2 separate regions of the Capsicum annuum genome follow, and region 1 is linked to region 2. Evidence: chromatin contacts called from public Hi-C data. All regions are on one chromosome and are shown on one strand. Each heading gives the region's core, a stretch centred on a gene start, on an enhancer-like site or on the middle of the called end of the contact. The rest is flanking DNA. Distances are from core to core; before and after follow the strand shown. Region 1 holds the start of LOC107862590 (protein JOKA2). Region 2 has its middle 22 kb from the start of LOC107862592.

Region 1 (2,809 bases), core at 224-2,723, 41 kb after region 2:
TGGTAGGATGCAGCGGGTACAGGGGTATCAATCAAAAAGAACATATAACAAGAAGTCCAAGATGTTCTCGTTGAACAAACTACTGTGATATAAAGAAATGTAAATACTCTACCAAGTACAAGGCACAACAAGAAAAAGGCAAACCACAAAATGTCATTCCTTGAAAATTGAAAGTTCAACCAGAAAGCAAAACAAGAAACAATTCAACCAAATCAAGACGGGAAGAAGGAGAAAGTCCCAAAATGCTAATTCAACTAACACTAACATACTCCCTCCTTCCCATTTTACTTGTCCCAAATCTCCTAATTTGATTTATCATTTTACTTGTCATTCTTTACAAATGAAGAAGAGAAAAAAAAAAATTCACGTTTTAAACTTTGCATTAATTACTCTCTCTCATTTAATAGGGTACTATGGTAAACTGACTATGTTATTAATTATTTTTCTTAATCAATATGCCAAGTTAAATTGGAACAAGTAAAATGAGACGGAGGGAGTATGTACAAAACCTCAAATATTTGCATGTGAGAACAAGATTTTTACTATGAATAAACAGCAATTCTTAAAAACAGATAAGCGCAAACAATCATGAACAGAACAGAACACAACACCCAAAAAGACTTGCAGAAAGTAGTCAATTTTAATTAACCACTTTCGTTCACCCAAAAAAAAAAAAAAGCCCCAGCTCATTGTATTGGAAGAAAGAAATAACACAAATTTAGCCCTCAAACAAAGAGTACATCAAATCCACAACCAATAACACAAATTAGCAATTTTTTAAAGAAAATAAAAGACAGATGTCCTCATCAACTCAAACAGAAAGCCAACATGGAAGGCGATATAAACAACATATATTAATTTTAAAGAAAAAAGGAAGAGCCGGAAAATCGAACCTTGATGACAATAGATGAGTCCATAGACGCCATGTGTAGGTAAAGATTTCAGTAGACAGTCGACAGTAAAGAGTAGCGTTCCAGGTAAGCCCGCCGAACCTTAAGATTTCACTATAATATATATATAGATATTACGATATACAAAAAAAGAGAGATGATTTCAAAACCCTAACCCTAGAAATTGAGATTCAAGTAAGCGATATAAACGGTGAAACAGTAAGCAGGAGAAGGAGGAAGAAGAAGAAGAAGAGAGAGGAATGAGTAATGTCACGTAATGAATCCACGCGTAACCGTAAGCCGCGCTTCTCTCACTAGAACTAGAAAACCCAAATGCTTATGTGTAGGATTCTCAACTTTTATAGACCTTTTTTGTGGGCAAGCTCCCATATTTCTTTGGTCTTTTTTTATTGTTTATTTAATATTTTAATATTATTAAAACATTTATTATTATTATTTTTTTCCAAAAGTTTATTTCTTGCTCCCAAAGAAATCTACGGTGCTAAGGAAACTAAAAAGTCTTCTAGGACATATCCAGAATGGATAATACTACTATGTTGACGAGATCATGATATGGGATGGTTAAGGTATTAAAAAATTTAATTCTGTATTTTAATTCTTATTATATCAAATTCATTTGATAAAATATTTCTTTTTCATAACTGTCTCTGAATAATTTCATCAAATATTTGGCATCTTTCAAAAATAATAGCTATCAGGTAATTTTGACTATTAAAAGTTACAACAAATGCGAAGAACTCTATAGTATTTTTGTCTCCACTGAAAGTAGTGATACAATATTCTTAAATACAATTTACAATATTTTGTGATGTGGTAAGCTATTAATCACCATTTGTTCGAATTAATAATATACACAATAAAATTTCATAAATACGATCTGTAGAGAGTAAAGTTATGTTCACCTTATCACTATCTTTTTCTTTTCAAGAGGTTGTTTTCAAATGATGCTCCGCTTAATTATAACAAATCAAAGTAAGTATGAATATGAAAAACAATAACTAAAAAATTAATAACTAATATGGAAATAATAACAACAAAAAAATACCCAATAACTAAAATATAATAAAAGAAGGGAAAAGAATATGAATTGACCCATTTTTAAAAAATGGTCCACAGTTGAAAAGGTGGACAACTGTAGCCTATCGGGTAAATTTATTTCTTCTTTTAGCCATTTGCCCAGTAGGCCACATGCAGTTTCTATTCTCAGTTGATACACTTTTATACCATATTGATACACTTTTATACTAGATTGATACGCTTTTTAAAAAAAAAAGAGGGGATCCTATACCTAATTGATACTCTTTTATACCACATTAATACATTTTTATAACAAGATAAAAGAGAAATCTATGCATATGCAATGTCCATATATCCAATTGATACTTTTTTATATTAGATTGATACACTTTATACCATATTGATACACTTTTTAAAAAAAAAAAAAAGAGGAGACCATATACCCAATAGATACTCTTTTATACCACATTAATACACTTCTATAACAAGATAGAAGGGGAATTTATGCATGCATATGCAGTGTCCATATATCCATATAGTCTTTGCAAGCATATACAATATTTATTTTCTATTAAAGACAAATAACAATTTAAAAAAAAAATAGAAAGAATAAGTATATTTTTATTCTATAATTTGATACCAACAAATCTTTCTTTTGTTACGCTTTTCTACTGTAACAGCCAAAGATTTCAAATCAAAACTGAAAAAGCAAAAATAATAAAAAATATTTTAGTGGAATGACTTAAAGAAGTGCAGTTTTTTTGCTTGCTTAACTATTTACCTGTATTAAAATGACTTAAGGAAGTGCAACTTATCTTTACGGCTAAGTGAACCACTACTCACATTCAAGGAAACTGTCTAGTGAACCACTACCAGAATTC
Region 2 (2,700 bases), core at 183-2,682:
GAAAGTTATTGTTGAAATATGGGCCTGTGTGGGCAAAAATCACTAGTCGCGACAAGGAACCAGTCCCAAAATAAAGAGAGAGAAGGCGCATATACGTTGAGATGGCTCAACAATGCAAAATTGCAGCACGCCTAATTTACTTTCAAGAGCAAGAAACAACAAAGACACTGAAGCTCTTCAGTCAATTTCCAAACAAATTATTAATTTAGAATTTCAATGCACTTTTATCAACTTTTGATGCAACCCAAATATACAGAATCGCCCAAACCAGTAAAGTTACGAGATCCTTACTCCCATCTCCACTAAATAATGCATTTTTTAAATATATTTTTAATCCATTATTTTCCTTTTTGTATACCAAGAAAAAGTACCACTCTAGATTTGTTGCATGACGTAAACATTCCCTGAGTATTCACCCCACAAATCAAAGCAGAAAAGTAACTTTAATCCTTCTTCTAATCAAGTAGTCCAGTCAATCACACTCCCTTCAGCACCATATCCATTTTCTTCGGAAACTGCAATAGCCAAAAAGCAGCGACAGACAGCAGTAAGCGCTCCTCTTCCATTGTTGTCATAGGCAGATTGAGAAGAGAATTGATAAATGATACATAGGAGGTTTGAAAATGAAATTCCCACTGATAATTTCTTTTGCATTCTAAAGATGCCAAGTCAATGCAGGAATTTAGAAGTTAAAAAAAAAAATGCATCTCTACTCTTTATTCTGTGTTGGCTGACCCTCTTGGTGTTCCAGATGTATTTTATTGTAATGAACCTGGTATGACGACAGAGTCCATAGATGCACAATCTCTATGGTTAACGTAATAGCGGAAGCATACGTATCCAGCTAGTTTGTTGCACATATTAACAAAATCTCTATGTTGTTTGTAATTAAAAAAGATTATCTTCGTTATCAATAGAAATAAAAGGACAAAATGTGGTCAAAGTATAGAATACAAATCTGGTTAGCACATTTCCTCTTTAATAAAAGCCTGCAAATCAAGCAAAACACCTTTGCGACAATATAAGGAGAAAATGTGGTCAAAGTGTAGAAAATAAGACCTAGTTATAGCACACTTTCAATAAAAGCCGGCAAATCAAACAGAAGTACAAGTTGACACACTAAACGTAAAATACCATGCTGGTGCCAAAATATGTACAACAAAAATGTTTTTACCCTCTGATGTCTATCAAGAGTTAAGAAAATCAAAAGAATATGTTTACGTCCTGGGCATCTTTCAATTACACCATCAAGGGAAAGTAACTGCAATGATTTGAACTGAATAATGGTGTGGCCCAATAACTGTTCTCGAAACATCTATAATTTCTTTCCACGTTGTCCAAAAAATGCATGATGGAACTTATTACTGATATCCCTTTGAATGGGATATAGCATCCCATCAGGTACCAATATCTCCAGCAAGTTAAATATGGTGGTACAAACATTCAAATCAACATTTAGCATTGAAAGCCAATTTGAACAACTCCTGTGACAATACTAACCAGCAAACCTTATTTATCACACATATCTTATCAACTATAACTATTCTTTCAGTTCTCAACTTTGTAGTCAAGCTTATTCTGCAACTAAAGGAACTGAACAGATGATAAGAGTACATGTACCAGGGATGAATGAGTATCAGCTATAGCACATTATAAATTGTTGCTGTTTCATTGACAGAGGTAAACTGGAAGGCCATTTGTCTTCTCCTTTTGATTTCCTAACATGATTATGAGAAATAAAGGTTTCAATTTAGATTAGTTTCTTAGTAGAAGATAAGCCTAGAAGCATGTGCGCAGCACCTGAGCAAAAGCCATTGTGTGCATCTTCTCCTATTGATTAAGCCTTTCAAAGGAATTTCTACATTCTAACTACAGGCAAGGCTAAGCCATCCATCCGCCTTTCATTGCAGGGTAAAAGGGGAGACGGTTCCCAAGGGATGGCTAGTTCGAGTAATACCAATATACACATATTTCTGATTGTAAGCTGAAGTTATGTGCCTGCAAAGCATCTTTTGTTTCTATCGGTTATCAAGTAGATTAATCTTGACCAAGCTATCTTATGTTGAACTCTGCTACTTGGAATATACATCTTGTTTATGAATTTCTCCCCAAAAACAGACCCTTCCAGTTCCAAGTCATACTTTTTTTCCTAACAAATAAATGCAAATTAGAAAATAACTATATGCAGTTTTACATAGCATCTACAAATACTCATATCTCAGAGAAATAAGGCCAACATTCTAACATAACCTCGCAGGATTCAACTTTGTTTACTGATCTTGATATTCATGCAATACTTTTGAGGTGTTGAAGTTCTAATCAAAATCTGTGTAATCTCAAGCAAATTTTCGCCAGTAAGTTGAAATCCGCAATATAGTGTAGTTTATATAGTTGAAACACTACACAAGGAAGCTGTACTTCAGCCCAAAAATTCTAAGTCATATGCAAGCATTATCCATAACTAAAGACCTTATGCATAACATAACAAGAATCAATTACCTAAGAATCTCCCTAGCACAAAAAATATGCAACCTTAAAACCATGCAGACTGTAGTTCCTAACCTTTTTTATGTTTCTTACTTTCTTCCAGTTCCTTACATCTAGCTCTGCATAGTTAAAAATTATCAATCAAATAAGCACCCTAAGTTTGAAAAAAAGAAAATGCAAACCACATATACTTTCAAGTGATGTCTTTTGCGA

The links. A called contact is a pair of places that touch in the nucleus more often than the background predicts.
Region 1: a Hi-C map of leaf shows a contact between it and region 2, with 1.8 times the contacts expected there. The contact joins the promoter of LOC107862590 here to the enhancer-like site in region 2. A contact is called at or near these places in 2 of 5 Hi-C or Micro-C datasets (leaf and placenta).

The regions. Positions count from the first base shown.
Region 1 is chr3:246,068,181-246,070,989 of UCD10Xv1.1, forward strand. LOC107862590 (protein JOKA2) reads right to left here and starts at 1,474. Exons shown (of 7, transcript XM_016708212.2): 1 at 894-1,474. The coding sequence starts at 926.
Region 2 is chr3:246,027,124-246,029,823 of UCD10Xv1.1, forward strand. No RefSeq gene overlaps it. Among protein-coding and RNA genes, the nearest start is that of LOC107862592, 22 kb to the right of the region's middle. Within about 2 kb of position 1,433, at least 3 of the 5 cell types and tissues checked have an H3K27ac peak or open chromatin away from gene starts, as enhancers often do. A contact at or near this core is called in leaf, where this site is marked.